Linked DNA regions of Sus scrofa: all the other regions are linked to region 2. The links are chromatin contacts, called in public HiChIP or PLAC-seq and promoter capture Hi-C maps. All regions are on one chromosome and are shown on one strand. The core of a region is the stretch at or near the end of the contact, and the rest is flanking DNA. Distances in the headings are between cores, read along the strand shown.

Region 1 (4,225 bases), core at 468-2,967, 120 kb before region 2:
TTTTTAAAATATGGTATGAAGCATGAATTGAATCTCTTTTTTTGTCTTTTTTTTTTTTTTTTTTTTTTTTTTTGGCTACACCTATGGCATGTGGAAATTCCTGGGCCCGGGAAAGAACCCATGCCACAGCAGCAACCTGAGCCACAGCAGTGACAACCCTGGATCTTTAACCCACTGAGCCACCAGGAAACTCCATGTTTTATCTTTTTTGCATACAAATGCCTAATTATTCTAGCACCACTTGTTAAAAAGACTGTTCTTACTCAGATTATATTGTGTCGAAAATCAGGAATTCCCTGGTGGCCTAGAGGTTAAGGCTTGGGTGTTGTTACTGCTGTGGCTTGGGTTGGACCCCTGGCCCAGGAGCTTCTGCATGCCTCAGGCATGGCCAAAAAAAATCAGTTATCCGTATATGTGTGAGTTCATTTCTGGATTGTCTATTCTGCCTCTATTTCTTTCCTTCCCCAGTGCTATATTGTCTTGATTACTGTAGCTTTGTGCTTTGTAGTAAGTCTTGAAATGAGGTAGTTTGAGATCTCCCACTTTATTCTTTTGTTCCCCAAAGCATTTTTGTTTCTCTAGTCCCTCTCCCCCGCTTCCTTGCCTCTTATTACGCTGCCTGGGCTCTCCAGGATGAGGTAAGTGGAAGTGCCAAAGGCAGAGAACCTCACTTGTTCTTGAACTTACAGGGAAAGCCTTCAGTCTCACTATTCAGGTTTGTTAACTGTAGACTTTTGTGTAGATGGCCCTTTATAAAATCGAGAATGCTCCTTGTGTTCCTTTTTCCTAAGACAGTTTATCATGAATGGATATTGAATTTTGTCAAATGCTTTTTCTCTGTCTATTGAAATGATTGTAAGGGTTTTTTTCTCTTTTATTTGCTGACATGGTAGATTTCACTGATTTTTTGAATGTTGAACCAAACTTTCATATATTTCTGGATTCAATTTGCTCATAGTAGTTAAGGATTTTTTTTTTTCTTTTTTGCATCTATGTCCAAGAGGGTTATTAGTCTATAGTTTTCTTTTCCTGCAGTAGCTTTGATTTTGGTATCAGGGTAATGGAAGTGTTGCAAAGTGTTCCTTCCTCTTTTATTTTCTGAGTTGATATAGAGTGCTGCACAATTTCCTCTGTGCTCTGCTGTAGCAGTATCTCACACACTGATACATTGGTTGAAAACAACGATGGGGGTTAGACTGTATTGGGAATATAAATAACATTTATCACATTAGACTTGAACCAACTGCTTGTCCCTTGAGGCTGGCAGATTCCCTGAGTGAAGGCAAAGAATGCTTCCAAATCCGGCTGAAGAGTCTCTGAAGACAACAGACTGGCCATTGCCACATGGATAGCCCCTGTTCCCACTCCTAATGAACCTGTGATGTCTGTACTAGAATGATCTCAGCAAACGAATTTTGTTGGCTTGAGGTCAGATTCCAATTTTTGTTAAGACCCAAGAGTTGGGGTTAATAAATGGGAGGAAAATTCAAATATGCTAAGAGACCTGCCACCTGAAGTATATAAATTGTGTAACAGCTGTCACTTTAAGTTTTTACCAGGGAGGTCAGGTTGGGAATGAAAATAATCTAGCAGTCAATTAGATTTAGAGAAGTAACTGACTGGGAAAAGAAAACAAACCATAAAACACCACCATGAGGGGTTTTGCCTTTTCTTACAGAGAAGGTGGAAGTGAAAATACAACAGTGAGGATTGTGGAAACATTCTGTGCAGCCTTAGGTACTGGCTAGGGGGCACCAGAGTCCGCTAACAAAATTAGCAGGAAAGAAGGAAGAAGAAAATCCAAGCTGTCAGGAAACTAATTTTGCCTAATTCACTCTGCTTGTCATCACCTCTGCGGCACGAGGGCTTTCGGTTCCAGCCTTCACCTGAACATCATCTGCCCAGAGGACTTCTGACACTCAAGAGCTCCTGGAAAGGTCTGTTTCGTCAGACTCAAAGGTAGTTTTTCCTATAGTAGGTAACACTTTTTCAAATTTCTCCTACGTTTTGTCAGGTTTTTTTTTTTTCTTTCCTTTTTTTTTTTTTTTTTTTTTGCATTTTAAGGCTGTGCTTGCCACATATGATGTTCTCAGGCTAGGGGTCGAATCGGAGCTGCAGCTGTCAGCCCACACCACAGCCATACAGGGCAGGATCCAAGCCACGTCTGTGACCCACACTGTAGCTCACAGCAACACTGGATCCTTAACCCACCAATGGAGGCCAGGGATCAAACCTGCAACTTCATGGTTCCTAGTGGGGTTCATTTCTGTGGCGCCATGACAGGATCTCTAGTTTTTGTTCTTTTAGCCTAAGTTTTGAAAATTCAAAAAGAGCTCTCAAAACAGTTTTAAGTTTGTTAAAATTCACATGTCAAATAGGTTCATTTGTTTCTATTTTTCCTCCTTTTATAAGGTGAAGAAGCAAATCACAGATTACCTTGTAGCCATTGCAGGATACCAAAAAAAAAAAAAAGAAAGGCACATTGGAAGTTTTATTCTCAAATTGGGAAGGGCAAAAATAAAGAAGAGCTGACAAGGAAACAAAATAGAAACACAAAACATAGTGAGAAGAATCTACCTGCAAGAAATGTTTGTAAGGGAGTTCCCATTGTGGCTCAGTGGTTAAGGAACCCAACTGGGAACCATGAGGTTGTGGGTTCAATCCCTGGCCTTGCTCAGTGGGTTAAAGATCCAGTGTTGCCGTGAGCTGTGGTGTAGGTTGCAGACGCGGCTCAGATCCCGCATTGCTGTGGCTCTGGTGTAGGCCGGCGACTATAGCTCCGATTGAACCCCTAGCCTGGGGACCTCCATATGCCGTGGGAGAGGCCCAAGAAATGGCAAAGAGACCAAAAAAAAAAAAAAAAAAAAATGTTTAGGAGTTGCCATCTTGGCGCAGTGGCTAACGAATCCAACTAGGAACCATGAGGTTGTGGGTTCGATCCCTGCCCTTGCTCAGTGGGTTAATGATCCGGCGTTGCCGTGAGCTGTGGTGTAGGTTGCAGACGCGGCTCGGATCCGGCGTTGCTGTGGCCCCTGCGTAGGCTTGGCGGCTACAACTCCGATTCGACCCCTAGCCTGGGACCCTCCATATGCCGTGGGAGCGGCCCAAGAAATGGCAAAAAGACAAAAAAAAAAAAAAAGTACTGGAGGAGTGCCCGTCGAGGCTCAGTGGAAACGAATCCGACTAGGAACCATGAGGTTGCGGGTTCCATCCCTCGCCTCGCTCAGGGGGTTAAGGATCCGGCGTTGTTGCTGTGGCTGTGGTGTAGGCCGGGGGCTGCAGCTCCGATTCGACCCCTCGCTTGGGAACCTCCATATGCCGCGGGGGCGGCCGTAAAAAGGACAAAAAAAAAAAAAAAAAAAAAAAAAAGTTTATAAGTTGATAAGGTAAAAACAGCAGCATTAAGTAGTGATGATTATAAGAAACTTAATTTTTTTCAAAAAAAAGGAAATTTCTGTGAAAGTAATTCAAGTTTATGCCAAAATATATAGATTCCACAATTCTTTATTTATTTTTAGTTTTTTTTTTTTTTTTTTTTTTTTGCTTTTTAGAGCCACATTTACAGCATATGGAAGTTCCCAGATTAGGGGTCGAATCAGAGCTCTAGCTACCAGCCTGTGTCACAGCCACAGAGACGCAGGATCCGAGCCACATCTGCTACCTACCCCTCAGCTCACAGCAATGCCAGATCCTTAACTCACTGAGCGAGACCAGGGATCAAACCCGCATCTTCCTGGACCCTACTCGGATTCGTTAACCACTGAGCCACAAAGGAAACTCCAGGATTTTTATTTTTAAGAATAAGCTTTTCTATCTGGGCACAGAATAAGTTGAGTCATTTTACAGAAAGAAAGCCCTAATTTTATTTTTATTTATTTATTTATGCCTTTTTGTCTTTTTAGGACTGCACCCACTGCATATGGAGATTCCCATGCTAGTGGTCCGATCGGAGCTATAGCTGCCAGTCTACACCACAGCCATAGCCATGCCAGCTCCAAGCCACATCTGCGATCTACACCACAGCTCACGGCAGCACCGGGTCCTTAACCCACTAAGCGAGCCCAGGGATTGAACCCGCAACCTCATGGTTCCTAGTCAGATTCGTCTCCACTGTGCCATGATGGGAACTCCTGAAAGCCCTAGTTTTAATTTGACTCGGGAGTTCCCCTTGTGGCACAGTGGAAATGAACCCAACTAGTATCCATGAGGACTCAGGTTTGATTAT
Region 2 (4,510 bases), core at 1,741-4,240:
TGTCAGACAGTTCACGAAAAAAGGTTGGTCTGAGTGACCAGAAGCCTTCAACTGGCATATTGGATGCTCCCACCTCCCTTCTGGGTTCAAAGTGTTTAGAACATGGTAAGTTCTTAATAAATGTTCACAAATATTTTTTGCTGCTCACTTGGACAGATAAAACAAGCATCTCGAACTCAGCACAGCTGACCCTTGAACAATAGGAGTTTGAACTACACAGGTCCTCTTATATGTGAATTTTTTCAGTAAACATAGCATCTATATTTTCATTTTAGAGAGCATTAAATTAACTAAGTATGGGGTAAGTTTGTGCTTGAGTAGAGATGGAAACAGAGAATATGTGGAATCAAATGAATGAGGGTTTGAGTCCTGATTCTATCCAAACTTTTTCAGCTTCCTGACCTTGGGTGAGTCATTGATCAGTCCTTTCGTTTTTGAGTTTTCACGGATTTTTGGCTGGGCAGAGGGTCGGCACCACCAACCCTGGCGTTGTTCATGGGCCAACTACATGTTGAAAATGAGCTTGATTCTCCCTCCCAACTTAATTATCTTCTTTTTACAAACATCACCATCATCCACTCGGAGGCACCGACAACCTCAGTCAACCCCATTATCTCCTCTTTCGCAACCACCAAGGTCTAACGCGTTCTCTCCTAAATATCCCCCAAACCCACCTACCCTCCACTGCTACCCCTCATGGTGCCATGATCTTCAATATGGACTACTTACAAAAGCTTCCTAAGTGGGCTCCCCCCACCCCACTGTTGCCCCCACCCTTCCAATCCATTTTCCATAGCAACCAGAAGGTGCTTTCAGAGATGTGCATCTGAGGTTTCCTTTGGTTAAGTTTCGCCGAGATTGTCCCACTGCTCTCAAGATAAAGACCCAAGTCTTCTTTGGCCTCTGGGGTCCTGTACCATGTGGCCCTCCCAACCGCTCTAGTCTTCATGCTACAGCCTCCTCACATACTAAATTCCAGCCACACGAGCCAGAAGATGCAGGTGTCTCTTTCCTGAGGTCTAGGGCACCTGCTCTTCCTTCTGTTTGCTATCCCCTCCGCAATCATTCAGGTCTCAGCTCAAAGGTCGTTTTCAGGAACAGCTTTACTGAGCAGTCCCGTCCCCAAGTCATATGCTCCCATATGTATGCCCTCTTAAAAAAAAAGAAAGAAAGAAAGAAAAAAAAATGACTTCACTTTTTTAGAGCAGTTTTAGGTTCAGGGCAAAATGGAGAGGAAGATACAGCAGGTCTCCTTTTAAGGCTGACCGTACCTGTCACTGAATGATCACTTGCTTGCTAGCTCTTTGCCCCGCCCCTATGATAAACATCTGAACTTCTTTTTCTGCATTTGGGGAACTTCCTACCTTATAAGTTTGGGGGTTAGAGAATGCCAGAGCCTGACTCCCATTTTTGAAGTTTCAAAAGCCAGAAGTTGGTTCTTCCAGCTTTGCTGGAAGTCAGGGCCAAGACTTAGCCAATCAGGACGCCCACCTAGGGCTTTGAGTGTGAAGCTGGCGACCTGGACAGCAGTAACTTCACTCTGGTGGTTTCAGGAACTGTGAGGTGTAGTGACAGTGGCAGACAGGGTCCCAAGCAAGTGATGGAAGACGCAGTGTCCATGGCTACCAAGGTCAGCGGCCACACAACAGTGGCCTTCTGGGCTGGTTCTGTCTGTGATACTGGCTCTATTACAGGCTCGCTTTATGCCTGCCTATTTTGTCAGCTTTGTGATCCTATCTTCCTGGTCATTCTGTGAGCTGTACAACGGCCTTACAACATATGCTTTTTCTGCTTAAATCAGCCACTCTGTTCCTTCCAGCTAAGAACCCTGACAACCATAGCAGAGGCCATATTTATCCCACTCGACAATGTCAAAAGGCTTTGTAGGCAATTTGTTTGCATGTCTCTCCTATAGACTGGAAGGTCCTGAAAGCAGCCAACTTTACTTAATCACCTTCCTATCTCCAGGTAAGTGCTGGGAGAATAAACACTAAGTGAATGGATGGACTGTGCTGATAGCACTGATTCTTACCAAGGCTCACCCAACCACGTGACTTAACTGAGCACAGCCCTTACTACGAATAAGACGCTGCTCCAGCTTTCAGAACTTCTCAGACCGGGAGCAGGCAAGTGGATTTTTACAAAACCAGGTGACAAGTCCTGGAGCAAAGGCAGGTAAAGAACAGAAAACAAGAGATTCCCTGACCTGAGTCAGAGAAGGCTTCTTAGAAGGACCAACCAAATGGATTTGGTGATGATGCCAGGTCAGTGGCCAAGAGAGAGGAGGCGGGATCTGGGGAGAACTAGCAACTAGTGGGAATAACAGGAGCAGGAGCTCAGGGCAGGCTAGGAGGCGCAGGTGCAGAGTAGCAGAGCTCAGCAGGGTCAAGCATAGGGCCATAGGGCCGAAGGCGAGGGGGGGCCGGCCTGGGTTGTGCAGGGAGCAAGGTGCTCTTAGCAAGAAGAGCAGCATTCCTGGCCTAGGCCTGCATTCCTAGGAGGCCTTGAGAGAGCATCTGCTCAAATTTTGGCTCCCTCGACTGCAGAGGGGCACAGGACGTTGCAGGGGCTGGGCAGGAAGCACTGACTGACCTGCAAACGGGCCACACAATAGAACTCGGCGGAGGGGTTTCGGAGGTGAATCCGCTCCATCAGCAGATTGCTGCCATAGGCGAAGTAGAGAAAACTCTCCTCTTCCTGGCCTCCGCGGTCCTCGCCGCCGGAGTTTGCCATGTCCCACCAGACGCCTGCACGGACCTGGGTCGGCAGCGGGAATGTGTGGAGAGAACTACGAGCACAGCTCGGTGGCCGATGACCCCAGTCCAAGGACCGCGCCGGCTCGCCGCAGCCAGAGGTTAAGGGAAAGGCGGGAAGCGGGGGTCGGGCAAGTCGCCTGAGAGCACCCTTCTGATTGGCTTCCAATACGCAACGCTGTGAGCCGATCCCTCTGATTGGCTAGCCCGCCTCCTCTACGCTCTCGAGGGGATTCTGTAAGGTTCTGCGCTGAGACTAGCCGGAGCTGATTCTTCACCCGATACCCTCCCCTGTTGTCCCGCCCCCGTGCTCAAGGCTCCCTCTCTGATTGGCAAGTGGGCGGGCACTACGCGGGGGCGGGTCAGGTCCTGTGAGCTCCGTTTGCGGGGGCGTGGCGCGCGGGTCCCAGCCAGGTTTTCTCAGTGTTCGGCTGTCCTAGTGTGGTTTTCGACAGATGTGAAACTAAACGCCGGCTCTGGCAAACGCAGGTCCTTCACTCTGCAGTTTGCTTCTATCCCGCCCTCCAGGTTTGGAGGAGTCAGGACCGGCGTGTTCACCGCAGACGCTGGTTCTTGCACCCCCAGGCCTTATCCTCTCCCTGATACTTTTTCTGAGGACCTCAGGCTTCCTGGAAAATCTCCTCTGAGTGTCAGGGGCTCCCTTCTTTGATGGAACCAGCATGCCAGCTTCAAATCCTGGAGCTGCTGTTTGTTGGACATGTAACCTCAGACACATCTCAAGTCCCCGGTTCCTCCTTTTATTTTATTTTATCATTATTATTATTATTATTTATTTAATTTTTTTTTTTTTTTTTTTTTTTTTTTTTTTTTGCCTTTTCTAGGGCCCCTCCCGCGGCATATGGAGTTCCCAGGCTAGGTGTTCTGCAACCTACACCACAGCTCACGGCAACGCTGGATGGTTAACCCACTGAGCAAGTCCAGGGATGGAACCCACAAGCTCATGGGTCCTAGTCGGATTCGTTAACCACTGCGCCACGATAGGAACTCCCCCATTTCCTCCTTTTAAAAGAAAGATCATGTTATAATCACAAGTTATATAACATAAAGTATGATCCCATGTCTCATATGGGATCGTATATGGGCTGTTATAAATATTTTTGAGTACTTTTGTTAATGTTACTAGGTGCAAAAGCTCCAGTGTAAAAATATAGAAATTAATAACAATGACATTAAAAGCCTGTATTGTTAACTTTGAGATGGAAATATTAATATGAACTCAGGGCCTAGAAGCATTAACTATCCTTGGCACCCAGACTTTGATCTCTAAATACTACTTCCCACTAAAAGGTACCCAGGGCCCTTGGAGAAATGGCTGATGCCAGGTCAAGAGCTGGGAAATAATAGAAACACTTGGAACATCTTGTAAAGGAAAGTCAGGAGGTATTAAAAAATGAGGTCATGGAGGTCCCGTCGTGGCACAGCGGAAACGAATCCAACTAGGAACCATGAGGTTGTGGGTTCCATTCCTGGCCTTGCTCAGTGGGTTGAGTATCTGGCATTGCCGTGAGCTGTGGTGTAGGTCACAGACGCGGCTCGGATCTGGCATTGCTGTGGCTCTGGGGAAGGCTGGCAGCTACAGCTCCGATTGCTCCTCCATATGCCCCAAGTGCGGCCCTAAATATACAAACAACAACAACAAAAATGAGGTCCTTTAGGAGATGGAAGCCAGCTTGGAACAATGCCCCCTGGCCAAAGTTAGAACAATTTTAAGCATCAAAAATAAGAATTGCAATTGG
Region 3 (4,786 bases), core at 1,715-4,214, 87 kb before region 2:
ATGACTTTCTGTTGCTTTTAGGATAAAGACCAAAATACATAACATGACCTACAGACCTTTTGTGGTCTAGTCTTTCCCATGTCCTCCACCTCCTGGTGCTCCCTCTTCCACTCTGTCTGAACCACAGGGCACATTAGTTTCTTACTGTTTTTCAAGGGAATCATGTTCTTTCCTGCCTCAGAGCCTTTGCACATGCTGTTCCCCCTACCTGGAACACTTTCCCTCCCATCTCAGTTGACCAACTCCTATTCATCCTCCCTGACTCAGTTTAAAAGCCACTTCCTTAGAGAGACCTTTCCTGAGACCTCTTCTATACTAGGTTCCTTTCTTTGCTTTCCCCTTTCTAGGATTAGAGACAGGATGGCAGAGTAGGACTTGAGCTCACCTCCTCTCATGAAAACACCAAAATCACAACTATTAAATAACCATAAGCAAAAAAGACTGGAAACTACAAAAAAAAAAAAAAAAAAAAAAAAAAAAGAATACACCTAAAGGCAAAAAAGCCACAACAAGACGGTAGGAGGGGTGCTTTCATGATATAAGCCAATCCCATACTCAGTGGGTTGGCAATCTATACACTGGAAAATAACCGTATCACAGAGACTGTCCCCCAGGAGTGAGCGTCGTGAACCCCATGTCGGGGTCCCCAGCCTGACAAGGCCAGCCGGACTTGAGGGCAGGAGCCCCACAGGACTGGGGGAAACAGAGAATCCCCTCTTGGAAGGCACATGCAAGCTTCCATGTGCACTAGGTGCCAGGTTAAAGGGGGGACTTCATGAGAATCTGGGCCAGACCTCCCTGCAGGTCTTGGAGGGGCTCCTAGGGAGGCAGGGCTCAGGCAGCTGTGGCTCACTGTGGGAGCAGAACACTGGAGGCAGAGGCTCCAGGGCATCAGCATGAGCTCCCCTGGAGGCTGCCATTTTGGAAAATCCGGGCCCCACCCAGGAGCCCCCAGGGCTGAGAATCCGCAGGCCCAGCAACCAATAGGGTGGGAACACTGCCCTACCCCTGCGCAGACAGGCTGCCTTAAGTCCTCCTAGGCACACAGCCGCCTCTAATCACACCCCTTGACACGGCCCTGCCCACCAGAGGTACAGGACCCAGCTCCACCCACCAGTGGGCCAGCACCATCCCTCCCACCATGAAGCCTACAGGAGCCCCGGGATCCACTTCATCCACCAGGGGGCAGACACCAGAAGCAAGGGGGCCACACCCCTGCAGCCTGCAGAAAGGAGACCGCAAACACAGAACGCCAGACCCAATGCAACGGCAGACACACATGCTCCAGGCGAAAGAACAAGACAAATCCCCAGAACAACCAAGTGAAGTGGAGATGGGCAACCTAGATGAAAAAGCGTCCCCCTTTCCAGCACGCGTCATGACTGGAATTAAATAACTACTTGAATAATGTTTTCCTTGACTGTTTATCTCCCTCACTAGATGATAAACCTGTGAGAACAGGTCCACGCTGTTCCCACTGGATTCTTGGTGCCAACACACCGCCTGGCACCCAAGCACTTTGTTGTCTCACAAATGAAGCACTGAAGCTCAGTGCCGAGTCATGGGGACTCAGCAGTGACCATGACACAGGCCCGACCGTCAAGGAGCTCCCAGACAGCCATTACCATGGAGTGTAGTAAATGCTATCAATTGCAATGTCAGGTCATTGAACGCTTCCATTTCTGTCTTTGAAGGCAGAACTCACTGCGGGTCTTCTAACTTCAAGTTCTTTTTGGACAGGGATGAGGCAGGAAAATGGCAGGACCGATGATGAGTCCGGGGAGATGGTTCAAGGTCATCTGTGCCAGTGGTGGCTCCAGACAGAGATGCTCCCTCATCCCCAGCCCTGGTCCCATGGAGTCACATACCTGCGACGAGCCAGGGACTGAAGTGGAGATGCTCCTGGGCCAGGCCCCGAGCCCTCGGTCTTGCCCTCTTCTCTGACTCCTCCTGACACACCTGCACCTCCTTCAGCCTCTGCACAGCCTGCCTTGAAGCTAGACATCTGGTCCTCCAAGAACAGTTCCTTGCGTGGGAACAGTGGGCCTTGGAGGCGGGGAGGGAGCAAGGCCCATTTTCAAGCTGGACAGAATTCAAGCAGCTGCCTATCCTCACAACCATTCTAACCAGCCGCTGAGAACAAAGTCAGCTGGGGTCCAAAGCTGTTCTGCAGCCTGGCCTGTCTCCCTCTTCTCCCCCTCTGCCTGCTGCCCGTGAAAGACAGAGGCATCAGGAAACAGGGCGGTTCCAGGGGAGGGATCGCAGGCTGAGGGTGGCTGGAGATGAATGCAAACTAAAACCCCGTTGGCTCTCCAGGGCCTTCCAGGCTGAGAAGCAGGCTCAGCTTTGCAGGTGCACCCACTCCAGCCCCTCCACTGAGCTGGCTGGAGCTGGGCTCTCCTCTCTGGGACAGTGTTTGACTGTGACCCCAAATAAGAACAGCATTTTACATTGTGAAGCAGCCTCTGTGCATATGCACATACCCACATCTGAAACAAGATTATGAAATAATATCATACTATGCATAGAGCATTCATCTGCCCCATTTCATTTTTTAAATAGTGCTGGTTGCAACCCACCAAACTGATCTGATGCTTCACTAACAAGTTCCAAAGCAAAGGTTTTTGTTTGTTTTTTAGGGCCACACCCACGGCAAATGAAAGTTCCCAGGCTAGGGGCTGACTCCGAGGAGCTGAGGGGGCTGACCTATGCCACAGCCACAGCAACACCAGATCCGAGCCTCATCTGAGACCTACACCACAGCTCACGGCAATGCCAGATCCTCTGACCCACTGAGTGAGGCCAGGGATTGAAGCCACATCCTCATGGACGCTAGTCAGCTTCATTACCCCTGAGCCACAATGGGAACTCAAGCTTAAAAACCACTGCTCTAGGAGCTGAGGTCAGGGAGCTAGCTGGACCTTGATTTATTTGTTTTGGCTGTGAAATTCTCCCCAGTCGTAAAGAATTTAAGTACTGGCGTTAACGAGTAACTACTCCCTGAGCTAAAGGTTTGGCTCACCGTGAGGCTGTTCTGGAGACCTCAGGGACCACGGTGGAAGCAGGAACTCCTGTGGTCTCTGTCCCCAAGGGGAACCCAGCCCCATCCCTGGCAGGTTCTCCACGCAGGTCTGAGCCTCACCCTGTGCTGGGCTGTCTCAGGCCAGGCCCAGGTTAGACAGCAAATACCAGAGTGCTTGAGGGTCTAGGTTCAGGGACATGGAGCCCCCTGTTCTCAGCTCAGTTATACCAGTACTCAGAAGCAATCAGGGCCCTTTCTGTCCAGTTAACTGCTGTTTCCCTAGCACTTAACTGTTGCTGATGGGCTGTCCGGCCACCGCTTATACGACGAGCCCAGTCCCACCTCGGGGCCGTATGTGTCCTGTGGGAGGTGCAAGAAATGGACTGAGGCTCGACTCTGCAGTCAGGCCGATGGCCTGCTTTCCTCTGCCAGCAAAAGCGAGTCCTCAGAGCAGAAACCGGAAGTCAGAAAAGACCACCCTCTGCCCAAATCCAGCCTGGAAGCCCAGAGAAGCAAAGAAGGAGCTTCAAACTCTGGGCCAACACGGCCAACAGGCATGTTTGGATCTCAGAGAGATTCACTTTCAGGGGGATGCCCTCTCCCGGTCCATTTGCCCCCAAGCAGCCCAGGACTGCAGGCAGGATGCAGGGCTGGGGAGGGGAGCCCCCACTATGGAGGCAGAGTGTGGGCTGAATTCCAGCCTCTCCTCTTCGGTGTGACCTTGGTCTGGGCCTCAGTTTCCACATCTGCGAAACAGAGATGATACTACCTCCTTCACAGAGGGTTGAGAAGATGAGAAGTAAAGCGAGACTGCCCCCCAGTGTGTGTGGCATACAGCCCGTGGTGCTGAGTCACCCGTCGTCGTTAATAGAATTATTGCAACAAGCAGTGCGTCGGTCTTACCAAATCTCCATTATGCCAGTGTTGTTCTGTAAGGCATTCGCCAGCCGGGCAGTCCCTCTGGCTGTGATCTGGTTCTGGATAAGCCTGAAAGAAGAACATATCTCTTGTATGAAAATAATACTGGATTAAATCCTCCTGCTTCGCTCCGAGGTCGGAAGGGTGTGATGGGCTACAGGACAGACGGGGCAGAGGAAGAACCGAGTCCGTGCGACCTTTAATCTGGCCAGGCTTATCTAGATCAGGCCCATGAGAATCAAGGTCATACGTTACAATGATTAATTTTCCTGTCTATTTGGGACTGAGTATAAGGTATCTATACATTCACATGCAGGTAGTTTAATACATGAACACACACACACGTGTGTGTGCTTGATGTTTTTCATCGCGGACCCAATCGAAATGGTTTGGAGACCACCAGTCTGAACAAAAACTCGGTTCATCTGGGGAACAGGCAGTCTGATGTCCACTTCCAGGTGGCTAAAGAAAGGCAGTTTGTTTTGTTTTTGCTTTTTTAGGGCCACACCTGCGGCAAATGGAAGCTCCAAGTTCCCAGGCTAGGGGCTCAGATCAGAGCTACAGCTGCTGGCCTACACCACAGCCACAGCAACACCAGATTGGAGTCACATCTGTGACCTACACCACAGCTCACGGCAACACCAGATCCTTAACCCAGTGAGTGGGGCCAGGGATCAAACCAGAGTCCTCACGAATACTAATCGGGTGCATTACAGCTGAGCCACAATGGGAACTCCTTTTTTGGGGGGGGTGGGGGGCAAGGCAATGTTTAAAGTTAAATAGTATTTAAAGAGCTGGCCATTCTCTTCTTTGGGGGAAACACAGGTTTCCAAGATGGTCCCATGT

Evidence for each region. Promoter capture Hi-C pulls out the DNA fragments that hold promoters and counts their contacts. HiChIP or PLAC-seq counts read pairs in DNA pulled down with a chosen protein or histone mark.
Region 1: a contact with region 2 is called in an H3K27ac HiChIP or PLAC-seq map of alveolar macrophages. The contact joins the enhancer-like site here to the promoter of GGCT in region 2. A contact is called at or near these places in 1 of 5 promoter capture datasets (fetal liver), 13 of 47 Hi-C or Micro-C datasets (alveolar macrophages, brain, embryonic fibroblasts and 9 more) and 2 of 2 datasets of contacts at active chromatin or transcription factors (alveolar macrophages and skeletal muscle).
Region 3: a promoter capture Hi-C map of liver shows a contact between it and region 2, with 6 times the contacts expected there. The contact joins the enhancer-like site here to the promoter of GGCT in region 2. A contact is called at or near these places in 2 of 5 promoter capture datasets (fetal skeletal muscle and liver), 10 of 47 Hi-C or Micro-C datasets (embryonic fibroblasts, fibroblasts, heart right ventricle and 5 more) and 2 of 2 datasets of contacts at active chromatin or transcription factors (alveolar macrophages and skeletal muscle).

Annotation. Positions count from the first base shown.
Region 1 is chr18:42,531,208-42,535,432 of Sscrofa11.1, reverse strand. No RefSeq gene overlaps it. Among named protein-coding and RNA genes, the nearest start is that of NOD1, 69 kb to the right of the region's middle. Within about 2 kb of position 1,717, at least 3 of the 83 cell types and tissues checked have an H3K27ac peak or open chromatin away from gene starts, as enhancers often do. A contact at or near this core is called in alveolar macrophages, where this site is marked.
Region 2 is chr18:42,409,214-42,413,723 of Sscrofa11.1, reverse strand. It overlaps GGCT (gamma-glutamylcyclotransferase), which reads right to left and starts at 2,990. Exons shown (of 3, transcript XM_003361377.3): 1 at 2,593-2,990. The coding sequence starts at 2,733.
Region 3 is chr18:42,495,514-42,500,299 of Sscrofa11.1, reverse strand. NOD1 (nucleotide binding oligomerization domain containing 1) reads right to left here. Exons shown (of 14, transcript NM_001114277.1): 13 at 3,926-4,009. Among named protein-coding and RNA genes, the nearest start is that of NOD1, 33 kb to the right of the region's middle. Within about 2 kb of position 2,964, at least 9 of the 83 cell types and tissues checked have an H3K27ac peak or open chromatin away from gene starts, as enhancers often do. A contact at or near this core is called in alveolar macrophages and liver, where this site is marked.